Regions from separate parts of the Sus scrofa genome. Here region 2 is linked to region 1. The links are chromatin contacts, called in public promoter capture Hi-C maps. All regions are on one chromosome and are shown on one strand. Each heading gives the region's core, a stretch centred on a gene start, on an enhancer-like site or on the middle of the called end of the contact. The rest is flanking DNA. Distances are from core to core; before and after follow the strand shown. Region 1 holds the start of TOMM7 (translocase of outer mitochondrial membrane 7). Region 2 holds the start of FAM126A (hyccin).

The links. Promoter capture Hi-C pulls out the DNA fragments that hold promoters and counts their contacts.
Region 2: a contact with region 1 is called in a promoter capture Hi-C map of fetal liver, with 2.5 times the contacts expected there. The contact joins the promoter of FAM126A here to the promoter of TOMM7 in region 1. A contact is called at or near these places in 2 of 5 promoter capture datasets (fetal liver and liver), 1 of 47 Hi-C or Micro-C datasets (heart right ventricle) and 1 of 2 datasets of contacts at active chromatin or transcription factors (alveolar macrophages).

The regions. Positions count from the first base shown.
Region 1 is chr9:91,574,906-91,582,150 of Sscrofa11.1, reverse strand. It overlaps TOMM7 (translocase of outer mitochondrial membrane 7), which reads left to right and starts at 3,160. Exons shown (of 3, transcript NM_001097467.1): 1 at 3,160-3,309; 2 at 6,646-6,694. The coding sequence starts at 3,207.
Region 2 is chr9:91,819,960-91,827,626 of Sscrofa11.1, reverse strand. FAM126A (hyccin) reads left to right here and starts at 5,998. Exons shown (of 12, transcript XM_005656687.3): 1 at 5,998-6,214.

The DNA.
Region 1 (7,245 bases), core at 1,911-4,410:
TTATTACTATTTTTATTATTATTAATCTTTTTAGGGCTGCACCCTTGGCATATGGAAGTTCCCAGGCTAAGGGTTGAATTGGAGCTGTAGCTGCCAGCCTACACCATAGCCACAGCAACGCAGGATCTGAGCCATATCTTTGACCTACACCAGAGCTCATGGCAATGCCAGATCCTTCACCCACTGAGAGAGGCCAGGGATTGAACGCACGTGACTCAGGGATACTAGTTGGGTTCGTTACTGCTGAGCCACATGGGAACTCCAAGGTGCAGGTTTTTGTTATCTTCTTGTGTGGATGAGAAAAAGGAATCCGAGAGGTTAAACAACTTGGCCATGATCACACAGTTAACTGACAGAGCCAGGATTCAAATGCAGAGGTTCTGCCCCTTTAGTCCTTGTGTTTAATCTTGATGTGATGTTATTATTTTTCCAAAGATTAGTCACATGGACAAGTAACTTGTCTTACTCTAATTAGATCACAGAACCTTTAAGTGGAAGACTGCATCTCATTTTCTTAAGGGTCTCCTCCACACATAATTGTCCAGAATACGAGGAACTCAATATTCCAGAACGAATGAATGCATGAAAACAATTATGGTTTATAAATGCGGTATTAATAAGACTATCATGTTCAGATTTAAAATTCAACCAACCGGAGTTCCCGTCGTGGCGCAGTGGTTAACGAATCCAACTAGGAACCATGAGGTTGCGGGTTCGGTCCCTGCCCTTGCTCAGTGGGTTAACGATCCGGCGTTGCCGTGAGCTGTGGTGTAGGTTGCAGACGCGGCTCGGATCCCGCGTTGCTGTGGCTCTGGCGTAGGCCGGTGGCTACAGCTCCGATTGGACCCCTAGCCTGGGAACCTCCATATGCCGCGGGAGCGGCCCAAGAAATAGCAACAACAAAAGACAAAAGACAAAAAAAAAAAAAAAAAAAAAAATTCAACCAACCAAATACATACCAGCCAGTGTCATGGGTGCAAAAAATATGAAGTTTTGGTGGATTGGAGATAATGTCCATTGCAGGCTTGGCATAGGGAGCTGTCCAATACATGATACTTTCGTAAATACACTCACGTGTTCTGATATAATTTTTGTCACACACAACTCTGTTATGGTAGTGTATTAGTCTGCTCATGCCACCATGACAGAACACCACAGACCAGGTGGCTTCAACAAGAGGCTTGTTTTCTCACAGTTCTAGGGGCTCAAAGTCCTAGATTGAGGTGCAGACTTGCTGGCTTGCAGGCAGCCCCTTTCTCATTGTATTTTCACATGGCCTTTCTTCTGTGTGCATGCGGACAGAGAACTCTAGCGTCTCTTTCTCTTACAAGGAGTGGCCCTGTCAGATCAGGCTCCCACTCTTAAGCCCTCCTTTAATCTTAATTACCTTTTTAAAGGCCCTTTCTCCAAACCCCTCCACAGGGGGTTGAGGCATCAACAGCTGAGTTTGAGAACATAATGATTTCTTTTCTTCCAGTCCATTGTTTACTTCTCTCCTATAAGGCAGTGGTTAACATTCAAATTCTGGAACAAGAGGTTTGGGTTTAGACCCTACTTTTACCACTGACCAGCTCTATGAAATTGGGCAAATTTACTTCACTTCCCCATGCCTCAGTTTCTTCATCTATAAAATGAGGTTTTTAGTACAGATCTCATCTCACAGAGTGGCAAGGATTCAACCAAGGAATGTGAGCAAGCACAGTACATATATACACTAAGTGCCCAGTAAATATTAGTTAATATTTTACTTGGTTTTCTGAGTGTAGTTGCCCACCAGGAAAAAGAATGTCAATTCTTTTGCAAAGTATTTGAGATACCTGTTCTAGGTTAAGTAGCATAATTAAGCAAGGCTGTTAGTTCCTGATACAATTCATTGGAGTTCCCGTCGTGGCTCAGTGGTTAATGAATCTGACTAGGAACCATGAAGTTGCAGGCTTGATCCCTGGCCTTGCTCAGTGGGTTAAGGATCTGGCGTTGCCGTGAGCTGTGGTGTAGGTCGCAGACGAGGCTCGGATCCTGCATTGCTGTGGCTATAGCGTAGGCCAGTGGCTCCAGCTCCGATTAGACCCCTAGCCTGGGAACCTCCATATGCCGGGGGAAGCGGCCCTAGAAAAGGCAAAAAGGCCAAAAAAAAAAAAGAAAGAAATTAAAAAGTCCTAGACCTGGGGTCAAAAGCTCAAATATCCACAGCGGTCAGGCAGTTACTTAATCATAAGCGGAGAACTTCACAGATAAACCAAAGGCTAGGCTCCACCACAGACTTAACGGAATTCCTAGGATTTGGTCCCAGGCAGCAGTAGGACCCCAGCAGAAACATGCCTTTAAATCTCATTTTATTCTATTGTGCAGCCAGGAGTGGGAGCCACTGCAATCCTAAACCACTAAGGGCAGGATGGATGTTGATTGTTGCCATGGGGTTGGCCAACTTTTCTGAAAAAGTCCAGATTTTCATGTGAAGTTTCCTAAACTTTAAAATGTTGGCAAGTAATTTAAAACGTTAAATAAGCAAAACAAATACTCTAGAAGTGAAATAAAACATAAATAGGGGCCTTTCTGGGCGCCAGTTTCTTTGCAGTTAAACATTCAGTTTGAAGAAACAAAATGATAGGGACGGAAGTTAACTTGTCCAAGATTACCCGGCAAGTCAGAGTAAGAGTCTGGACTAAAACTCAGTCCTCTTTAATTTCCTTAGTGTCCCTTCTATGTTCGGTAAAGAACACTTCAAGATACACTTTAAAAGAATGGGTTAAGGACTTCCCCTTGTGGCTCACAACATAACTACTCAGCATTGTCTCCATAACGACTCTGCTTCGATCCCTAGCCCGGGAAACCCGCTTTGCTGCGGCAGGGGGCACATTTAAAAAAAAAAATGGGTAAAACTGTAGTTAAGAGACAGGGCGTTCAGGCCTGAAGGAATCCCAAGAGCAGTTGCCCCAAGAATGCGGCAATCAGGGAAACCATGCAAAAAACCGAAGAAAGAAAATTTAAAGCCTCCATCCGAGGAAAACCAACCACAGCATGCGCTCCCTACTGGCGAGGCCGCGGAGGGGCGAGGCAGGTCAAGAACGCAGAATTACGACCGCCGCTGGTGACGCTCACGACTCTGCCGTAAAGGCGTGTGTAGCGCATGCGCACCTCTTTTCTTTCTCGGATTCCCAGTGGGGTTGCGGCTGTGGTGTCTTGAGCGTGTCGCCCCGGTCGTCGCCATGGTGAAACTGAGCAAAGAGGCCAAGCAGAGGCTGCAGCAGCTTTTCAAGGGGGGCCAGTTTGCTATCCGCTGGGGCTTCATTCCTCTCGTCATTTACTTGGGTCAGTGGGAGAAGGACCTGGGAGGAGACAGGAAAGAGGGTGGAGAGGCTGAGACTCCATATTCGGCTTGGCGCGGGAGAGAGAAACGCGACCGTGCCGCGCACGTCCTTTGAGGCTGTCGGGTTAAGTGGGGTTGGCTTAATCTGAGTTCAAGTTCCTGTTCTTTCCTTCACTGTTTTTATGGTCTTTAGTAAATTACGTAATCTTTTCGTTTTGTTTGTACATCTGTGAAATAGAGGTGACTTGCTTCTCAGGATTATTGGGAGAGTTAGGACGACCTGATATATGTGAAAGCGACTAATTCGTTCTTTGGTGCTAGGTGATTTTTCAGGCATTTGTCCTCACCTCTCCAGGTGGGCCTGAGGCTCTTAGACCTCATGGATGGCCACTGCCTTGAGGCATGAAGTGACAGTTGCTGGCTGCCTCCGCCTTCTCATCTGTAGTAAAGGGTTTACATGTGAAAAAATAGAAGTTTAGGAAAGTTTGTTCCGTGCTCAAGGCCATGCAGCTATGAACTCAAACAGTGGGCATCGTGGTCCATACTCTTAACCACTGTGTTGTATTGCAAGGCTTTGTAAGTGCTCAGTGTATTTTTAACCTTAATTGCGCTATTCAGGCAGATAATGGAAATGAAAGCATTTCAGCTCTGTCAGTTTAAGCGTAAGTTTGACGTTTTCAAAGGTTCAGATTCGCATTTCAGAGTTCTCTGATTTTATTTTATTTTATTTATTTTATTTTATTTTATTTTATTTTATTTTATTTTATTTTATTTTATTTTATTTTATTTTATTTTATTTGTGTTTTGTCTTTTAGGGCCACACCCGCGGCGTATGGAGGTTCCCAGACTAGGGGTCTAATCAGAGCTGTTGCTGCTGGCCTCTGACGGAGCCACAGCAATGCCAGATCCGAGCTGTGGCTGCGACCTACGCCACAGCTTATGGCAATGCCGGATCCTTAACGCACTGACCGAAGCCAGGGATGGAACCTGCAACCTCATGGTTCCTAGTCTGATTCGTTTCTGGCTTCTCCACGACGGGAACGCCCCTGATGTTATTTATTTTTTTTTTGGCCTTTTTTTTTTTTTTTTTTTAATGGCTGCAAATGTGGCATGTGGAAGTTCCCAGGCTAGGGGTCTAATTGGAGCTACAGCTGCTGGCCTACACTACAGCTACAGCAACACAAGATCCAAGCCGCGTCTGCGACCTACACCACATCTCATGGCAACGCCGCATCCCCGACCCACTGAGTGAGGCCAGGGATCTAAATAGTATCCTCATGGATAGTAGTCAGATTTGTTTCCACTGTGCCATAAAGAGAACTCCCACTAGTCAGATTCTTAACCTGTTGAGCCGCAACAGAAACTCCTGAATGCATTTTTTTTTTTTTAAGAGCATTTACTTTCCCAGATTTTAGTGACTTTGTATATGTATCAAAGATTAGAGCAAGTAATTAGGACACCCTGCTCTCGTAGGTTGTGAATCATCTCTTTCTCCCAGACCCTCCCCCCAGCTTTTACTTAATGGTGGAAGGGCTCAGTTTGGCTAGGACAGGCTCTCCTTTTAGCTAAGGAAGGTTTGGGGGCTTTGATTCTTCTACTTCTTTGCACCACCTCCTTTCTCCATTATTGTGTATATTCAGTCCTGTTTTAGTCTGCTACTGCTTTCTTAGTCCCTGTGGTTTTGCTGCTGCTCTTTGGGTCTTTTCACATGCCTTTCCCTCCTCCCTTTTTTGAAATTCCTTTGCTACTACCAGAAAGTGGTGGTGGGTTGTTACAATCTGTCTATCAAGGGTTTTGCTCTCCTTTTCCACCCTAGAGTTTATTTTGTTTTTGTGCACACTGGCAGTATTCTCTTTACTAGGACCATCATGGTGATTTTTTTACCCTAGTGTCCAACTCAGGTGGAGATTATGTTAAAACTATTGTCTGTTTAGTACTTCTTCCTTGTTAATTATTATTTTTTTCCTTAAACTAACTAAAATTAATTTTATGTCTAACCTAGTTCCCATGTTTTACTTCTCTACCTTAGCTCTCACTAAAACCTGCAACTGCATATTGAATTTCTTGTATAACTTAGAATCAAACATACCTTTTAGAGCTTTAGGGTGTATAGTGGGAATATAGTGCTATAAAATAGGACAGACAGTGACATGATGATAAAGAATCTGGACATTTACCAACAAAAGGATTTTAATCAATTACCTGTTGGAAGACAGTTCTCCTTGGTGTCCTGAATTTCTACAAATCTTGTGAACAGAGGCTCTGACCACCCTTCGTTCCATATTTTCCTTTTAAAGATGTTTGTAGGGTGAACAGCTTTGAAAAATAGTACCAGAGCAAAGGGGAGACATGCTCACTGCCTGTTATAAAAGACTCTGGTTCCCCAGACTTAGAGTTCATCTCTTCAATGATGATACTCTGATCACAGTTAATGCTGAGAGTTATGAACTGTCCTTGTTTCTCTGTTGCAATCTTGTGTCTTCTACTAGCATCTGTGAAGCTGGAAGTCTTAAACAATGGGATTAAGTTTCAAACTCCACAGTTCTTGATGCCAATTCTAATTTTAATTGGTTATTTCAGCAAATTAGCATATATGCTGTCCAGTTAATAAATACATTTTAAAAGATAAAAAGTTTATTTAGTCATATTTGTGATAAAAGCATCGACTTGATTAGGTTGTTAATAACTTGAATTTTTTTTCCTCTCTATCAGCAATTTTTGGTTGCTTTATAAAAAGAGGAATTTGTAGGGGATAAAATAAGATATCTTCAGTTTCCTTAAAAAGTATAGTTAGGAATTCCCATTGTGGCTCAGCAGATTAAGGACCCAGCATAGTCTCTGTGAGGATGTGTGTTTGATCCCTGGCTTTGCTCGGTGGGTTAAGGATCTGGTGTTGCTGTAGCTGCAGCTCTGATTCAGCCCCTAGCCTGGGAACTTTCATATGCTGTCAGTGCAGCCTTAAAAAGGAAAAAAAAAAAAGTATAGTTAAAAGAAAATCTTTGTGCCTTGTAGTCCTTCATCCAGTATGACTTATTGGTGATGCCTTTTTTTGGGGGTATGACTAATAATGAAAGATAGTGCATGCCGAGGGCTACTGCGCAAAATGTATGTATTACGGGAATAAGGTAGTTAGTCTTCCCTGCTGGTTAGTCCTGTACATAATCTCATACTCTAGTGAAGATTCGAGACTGTTCTCTTGCATAGGAAATCTGGATAGTTCTATTAGATCTGGGTATCATTCTAGCTACCCTAGGTTGATTTAAAAAGTCTTGAGTATAAATTTTTTGGTCTGCTGGGGTTTTAATTAATATTCTTTCTCTTTCCTCCCCCGCCTCCAGGATTTAAGAGGGGTGCAGATCCTGGAATGCCTGAACCAACTGTTTTGAGGTACTGCTCTTAAAAATAAGCATTGCAGGGCAGATGTTCATATATTAGTATTGAATCATGGGAAGCAAAAGAGAAGTAGTGGTAGGCATTGTATTGGAGCTTTATCAGTCACATGTAGTTTTGGCCTGTTGGAAAACTGCAGCAGTTTGCAGACCACTGTAACTTATCAGGTAATTACATTTGCTCCCCTTCCTAGTTTTTATGCTGTACCATGTTATAACCATAATGAAGCCTATTTTAAAGGAAAAGAGTTAATTATCATTTTACCTCTTTCAAAGGTGAACTGTTTTTAATTCCTATATTTCCATCTTTTCCTTATTCAAATAAGGAAACAACCTTTTATAAGCGTATATAGAATTTTGTTTTTTAACCTAAAATTAGAGGTGATAGCCCAAATATTTTCCAGTTGTTGATTGCTTAGGTTTTTCAGGTTTTCAGTATTTTAAATAACAATGTTAGAAATATTTTAATGTGCATAGATTTTTATAGGTTTTTATTTATTACCTTGTAAATTCTCATGGGATTAATAAGTCGAAGTGTATGAACATTTG
Region 2 (7,667 bases), core at 4,749-7,248, 240 kb before region 1:
ACTTTATTACTTTAATTTTTATTGAAGTATATTTTATTTACAATGTATTTTCTGATATACAGCAAAGTGATTCAGTCTTATACATACATATATATAATTTCACATTCTTCTCCATTATGGCTTATTACAAGATACTGAATCCTGTTTCCTGTGCTATACAGTAGGATCTTGCTGTTTATTTTTATTTATAGTAGTTTGCATCTGTTAATCCCAAACTCCTAATTTATCCCCTCTCCCCTGCTTTTTGTCTTTGGTAATGGTAAGTTTGTTTTCTATATCTGTAAGTCTGTTTCTCTTTTGTAAATAAGTTCATTTGTACCATATTTTAGATTCCACATATAAGTTATGTCATATGATATTTGTCTTTCTCTGTCTGATTTACTTCCCTATGATAATGATAATCTCTAGGTCCATCCATGTTGCTGCAAATGGCATTATTTCAATTTTTATGGCTGAGTAGTATTCCATTGTGTATATGTACCACATCTTCTTTATCCATTCCTCTGTCTGTAGACATTTAGGTCGCTTCCATGTCTTGATTATTGTAAACAGTGCTGCAACGAACACTGAGGTGTGTGTTTCTTTTCAAATTAGAGTTTTTGTCTTTTCCAGATATTTGTGCAGAAGTGGGACTGCTGGATCATATGATAATTCTATTTTTAGTTTTTTAAGTTTTTTAAACTCGATATTGTTTTTCATAATGGCTGCACCAACTGCACCCTCTCCAGCATTTATTATTTGTAAATTTTGGGGGGTTGGGGGCCACACCCGTGGCATATGGAGGTTCCTAGGCTAGGGGTTGAATCAGAGCTGTAGCTGCTGGCCTACACCACAGCCACAGCAACTTGGGATCTGAGCCATGTCTGTGACCTACACCAGAGTTCACGGCAATGTCGGATCCTCAATCCACTGAGCGAGGTCAGGAATCAAACCTGTGTCTTCATGGTTGGTAGTCAGATTCTTTAACTGCTGAGCCACCCCCAGGAACTTCTGTAAATTTTGAAATGATGGCCATTCTGAATGGCATGAGGTGATACTTCACTGCAGGTTTGAGTCACATTTCACTAATAATTAGTGATGCTGAGTATCTTTTCATGTGTCTATTGACCATCTGTATGTATTTAGAGAAATGCCTATTTAGGTCTCCTGCTCTTTTTTTGATGGGGTTGTTTGTATTTTTATTATTGAGTCGTATGAGCCGGTAAATGCATTTTTATAGTTAATATATAATTGTGCCTACAGATATCAGAGACTAGCAAAGAAGGATAGTTAATTCTGGAATATGCTGACTTTCATAAAGTAGGTTAAAACAGAATGTTCTTAGGCATTTTCCTGGTATTTTCCTGTCCCTTTTGAAACAGAATGTTCTCAGGCATTTTCCTGGTGCTTTGCTGCTAAAATATAAATGGTTATGTGTAACTGTTAATGGCAGACTATCATTGTTGAAAATTATTTTTATATGCACAAGTTGTGATAGAAACGAGAGCGGACTGAAAACATACTTTTGTGTTTTGGTTTTACTCTGACTAGAGAGGAAAGACAACTTAAATTGCCTTCTATATCATCTTACCACTGCAAAACAGGAAGTGAAGTCAGGCAATAAACTGCTTCCTGTCCTCTTGAGAAGGGAAACAAATGTACAAATATTCGTAGCCTTCAGTCTCTTACCACTCACTCCATCCTTTGTACAGTCTTGGTTTAGCATTAGTAAAATGTTGTGTCATTCCCCTCTTCTTAACCTTGGGTGTATGTTAAAAGCACTAGGAAAGCTTTTAAAATAAACTTTATATCCAGGTCCCACCCCAATTTTCTGATTTATTTGATGTGGGTGTGCTTTGGGCATTTATATATATATATATATATATATATATATATATATATATATTTTTTTTTTTTTTTTTTTTTTTTTTTGTCTTTTTGCTATTTCTTTGGGCTGCTCCCATGGCATATGAAGGTTCCCAGGCTAGGGGTCCAATCGGAGCTGTAGCCATTGGCCTACGCCAGAGCCACAGCAATGCGGGATCCGAACCGCGTCTGCAACCTACACCACAGCTCACGGCAACGCCGGATCGTTAACCCACTGAGCAAGGGCAGGGACCGAACCCGCAACCTCATGGTTCCTAGTCGGATTCGTTAACCAGTGCGCCACGACGGGAACTCCGACATTTATATTTTAGAAGGGCATCCTAAGTAACAGATGTTCTCAGGCATTTTCCTGGTGCTTTGCTGCTAAAATATAAACGGTTATGTGTAACTGTTAATGGCAGACTATCATTGTTGAAAATTATTTTTATATGGACAAGTTGTGATAGAAACAAGAATGGACTAAAAACATACTTTTGTGTTTTGGTTTTACTCTGACTAGAGAGGAAAGACAACTTAAATTGCCTAAGGAACTCTAAGGAACCGACAGCAAACTATTAGGCAAACAGAATCTGAGCATTTGAGTTTGTTTTCATGGCACTCTGCTATCAGTCTCCAACCTAGCTTGCCAGTGTATGGACAGCTTAAACGGCTTTCCATGTCTTCTATACACTCCTTGTACTTCCCCTCTTCTATTTGTTTTCCATGTATTCCAAATTTCCTTCTAATACTTTTTTTTTTCTTTTTAGGGCTGCACCCCCAGTATATAGAGGTTCCCAGACTAGGGGTCAAATTGGAGCTACAACTGCTGGCCTACACCACAGCCAGAGAAACTCGGGAACTGAGCCATGTCTGCAAACTATTCTGCAGCTCACGGCAAGGCCGGATCCTTAACCCACTGAGCAAATGAATGAGGCCAGGGATCAAACCCGTAACCTCATGGTTACTAGTGGGATTCATTTCTGCGGCGCCATGATGGGCACTCCACATTTTTTTTTTAATGATCAAATTCATGCCCATTTTTCAAGACTTGGCTCAGGTTTTGTCTCCCCCATGAAGCCTTCCCTGACCATTCTTGACTGGAGGCCTTGTTCCCTCTTCTGAACTCACACAGCAGTTATTGCCTAGAATCTCACCTGAACAACGAATCCATCATGTACCGCTTCGTGTCATCTTTTCTATTGCTGTGACAAATGACTGTTCTTTGCTTTATGTTTCACCTCTTTGGGAGCTTCTGGTGTTCTTTTGTATCCTTGGCAAATACCTAGCACAGGAAGTCACTAGGTATTTGCCCCTTTCTTCCATCCCCACTTCTGCAGGTGTGGTTTGGCCCTTCCTCTCTGCTGGCGCCTTGCTCTGGTCCTAGTGGGCCTTCCTACCAACAGACACCCTCTGCCTCTTTAAATCGGGTCAACACATCAGTAGCCTACATGGCTAATGGCCAGTAAAACTGATTGTGCCTGTACTCTGCTCACCCTTGCTCTCTCCCTATTTTATGATCCAGCTGATCCTTTGGCTCTATTTCCCTCTCTGACTGCTCACTCTCCTACTCCCCATTCTGTCAGGACCTGATGACAGAATCAGTTCCTCGGGTTTTGACTGCTTGTGTTCTCTAAGATGTTAGAGTACAACATACTCTCTGGATCTTCCTGTCCCTATTCCTTCAGGTAAACACATCTCCTGGCCAGGCTCTTGACCAGCTGACATAAATTATCCTGCCGATCCTCCATGCTGGTCTGATGTGTCAAGATTACTGTCAAAGAGAACAGACACTTTCTACAATGTCTTTAGGATTCTCACCCTTTAAAAGAAACCTGATTGTATTGTCCACATGATTAAAAGCTTCTTTTGGTCTCTCACTGCCTATATAATAAAGAATAAACTTGAGTTGTCCAATATGGGAGTTATTAAAATTCAAATAAAAAATTTAGTGCCTCTGCTATGCCATATTTCAAATGCTGGATAGCTAACATGTGGCTAGTGGTTATCATATTGGACAACATAAATATAGAACATTTTCATTATTGCAGGAAGTTCTGTTGGACAGTGCTCATCTTAATACCTTAGTGTAGTTCATATGGCCTTTTATAATCTCATCTCAACATTTTGCTCTAGCTTAAGTTTTGGCTGCTACTTAGATTTCAGCCCCACCAGCTTTCTCAGTGTTCCCAGTCACTCAGTGCCCTTTCACAACTCCATGCCTTCAAACTTGCTTTTCCTGCATCCTGAAATCCCCTTTGACTTCTCTGGCAAACTCCTATTTTTCCTTTTAAGATCCAACTCAAACATCACATTCCTTGTGAAGTTCCTTGACTTTTTCAAACACAATAATTTCTTCTCCAGTGCTCTCCTGGCTTATTGAACCTACCTCTGTTTCCCTTATCACTATATTTTGTTCTGATTTGCTTATACATCTGTCTATACTCTTCAATGGGGGATCCAGATCGCTCTACAGATCTACCCTAACAATTACCCTGAAACTATTTGCTCCATGCCTTTTTTTTTTCTTTTTTCTTTTTTTGCTATTTCTTGGGCCGCTCCTTCGGCATATGGAGGTTCCCAGGCTAGGGGTCAAATCGGAGCTGTAGCCACTAGCCTACGCCAGAGCCACAGCAACGCGGGATCCGAGCCGCGTCTGCAACCTACACCACAGCTCATGGCAATGCCGGATCGCTAACCCACTGAGCAAGGGCAGGGACCGAACCCGCGACCTCATGGTTCCTAGTCGGATTCGTTAACCACTGCGCCATGAAGGGAACTCCTTTTTTTGGTTTTTAGGGCTACACCTGCTGCATATGGAAGTTCCCTGGTTAGAGGTCGAATCAGAGCTACAGCTGCCAGCCTATGCTATAGCTACAGTAATGAGAGATCTGCACCACATCTGAAACATACACCACAGCTCACAACAATGCCGGATCCTTTAACCCACTGAGTGAGGCCAGGGATCCAACCGACATCCTCATGTATACTAGTCTGGTTCTTTACTGCTGAACCACAGTGGGAACTTCCTCGATGTCCTTTCAATATCGAGTAATTTTTTTGTGTGCTTATTATTTGTGTGCTTGCCATATTTGAAAAGATCCTGGTGTTTTGGGAGCAGTCCTTCCCTTTTATTGTAAAACTAGAATGACTACCCATCTTCCAGGTTGAAGGTTCAGTTTTCTTCTAAGTAATTTTGATTGATCTTGAGAGGGATGTGGTAGGAGGAGTTGACAAGGTCAAAAACAGAGGGACTGTATGTAGGAAATGGTTTAGATGTGCTCAGGTTCTAGTTGTTCCATAAAGTTGTGTATTTTGGAGAAGAGTAGGGAGGGAATATGAGGAAAACAAAAACAGCTCATGGAAAGGATATTGTGGAATTGTGTTTGACTATTTCCAGGCTAAGGACAAAAGCAATGATGAGAAGAAGTTTTTTGTGTGTGTCTTTTTAGGGCCACAGGGGCAGCATATGGAGGTTCCCAAGCTAGAGGTTGAATTGGAGCTGTAGCTGCCCGCCTACCGCCACAGCACCTCAGGATCCCAGCAGCCTTTTCGACCTATACCACAGCTTACGGCAACGCCAGATCCTTAACCCACTGAGCAAGACCAGGGATCGAACCCACGTCTTTATTGGTACTAGTCAGGTTCGTTAACCACTGAGCCACGATGGGAAACTCTGAGAAGAGTTTTTAATTACCGTTTTGCAAAAATGTACATTTTTTTTCCTCCTGGGATTTGATGAGATTTTTTTAGAAATTCTGGTGACTTGAATTAAATACTCCTGACCAAGAAATTAAAATATCATTTAGTTTCCCCTCTGTATAACCACATAACATCTCTCCAAAAGGATTACTCTTTTCTGCGAGGGCCGTAAATCACAATGGCAGAGTCCAAGAGACCTTCTCAGATCACTATCGCTTGGTTGCAGCCCCAATCTTACAGTCAATCATCGCTCCTTGGGCGCCCCGACCACGCCTATTGCTTAGACCACGCCCACCAACTATCTCTCCCTCCCACCTCATGGCTCCGCCCCAGGCCTAGCAAAGAAATATTTTCATTGGTGGAGAAGTTGTTCTGGTCCCGCCCCAGGGAACGGCGATAGGCCGAGCCGACGTGGGGCGGTCGTGGTTGGCTGCCTAGGGACGGGTTCCTCTTCGTGCCTGTCAGAGTAGCTGGCGGCAGTGGCGGCTCTCGGGGCTGGGTTGTCAGTCAGTGAGCGGAGGGGGAAGATGGCTCGCTGGGACCCATTCTGCTAGGAGGAAGGGGGGAAGGTGGTGCTGCTTACCCGGGAGAAAGCGGAGCAGCCTTCGTCGCTGTCGCTGCGAGCCAGACAAGTCGAGGTTCTGGAGGTGGAGCTTGAGGAGCCGCTCTGGTGAGTCCAGCCGAGCGAACCACGCCGGGCCCTCGGGGCGGCCGGAGACCGATAACTTTTTTTTGTCAGGGAGGAGCCGGGACGAGGCGGCCGCGGGGAGGGGACCGGGACTTTGTTCCCGGGGCGGCGGCTTCGTTGGGGGTAACGGCTCCAGCGCGAGGCGCCGAGGGTGAGCTCGAGAGCGTCAGGGGAGTCCAGGGGTCGGGGGGGGGCGGGACCGGGTGGTGGGCTGCGGCCGGCGGCTGCTGGCCCTGAAGTTGGGCGCAGTCAGCCTGCTGCCTGGGCGGCGGCAGCTTTGTGCGCGCGGACTCGGGTCTTTCTCTTTCTCCGGAGAGGAGCCGTCCAATCTCCGGGCGTGACCTGGGCGCCACCTCGTCGGCTCTACCGGCCGCCCCTCGGCTGCGTCGGCCTGGGGTGGGACCCCCTCACCTTTACCCATCTGAGGCTGATGCTCCGGGCTGACCTTTCCCACCTCTCCCACCCCTTCTTGCACCTCTGTCCCACTCTAGCGAGGCTGCCGCTATCCGACCAGTCTAATAGCCAAATGGTCACTGTCACCCCCCCTCGTCTTTGAGAGCAGCGTTCGCCTCGGCTCCCCCCCCCCCCGCCCCGCCCCGACAGAGAGATTTAGAAAGCAGCCAAGATTCCTTCCTTGGTTATTGACCCAGGAGATCTCTTATTCAGCCCTTGCCCTCTTCTTACTAGGAGTTAGTTCTCTCCCGAGGCTGATTCTAACCTACTCGAGAATCGGGGTTTTGTCCGAAAATTGCTGCGTTGAAAGACTCAAAGTTTTCATGCTCTGGCAAAACTAGGTTTCCGCCTTTCGATGTGCACATGTGTGCCGTGTACCCTCAAAGTTGAGACGTTCATGAAAATTAAAAATTATGCCAGTAGTGGTTTCGTACTGCACAGAATCGGTTCTCTGATAAATAAACGATCACACACCCGGCAGCCGCTCGGCTCTTCAGGTAGGGGGAGTTTGTTCCGCTGGCAGCTACTACTTATCTCAGAGACCGTACTACCGGCTGTAGAGCCAAGCTGTTCTTTGGCAAATTATTTGTCCTTTGGGTCACACAATAGTTTTTGGAGCAGGTATGCCACCTCTTTGGTTCTTGTAACAGTTTACGGTTTGAAATTTTCAGCTTTTAAAGCCTTATCTGCGTAAATATTTGTGTAACCTTGAGTCAGTGCGATAGTCCCGGGAGGCTTGTTTTCCATAAGAACATTCTCCTAAGATCACCCCCACCCCCAACTCCTCCCTCGGCCCCCAGTTTCTAAGCATTTTTTCTTTAGGCTAATACATTTTAAGGTTCATATGATGAATAATAGTTCAAAGCACCATATTTTTGAAGTGCAGGCAAGAAAGAAAAGAAATTTTTTAGGATCTGCTTGGTTGGCCAATAGTGCTTCATAGTTATTCTAGTAATTCATTTCGACAGAGTGGCAAGGAAGA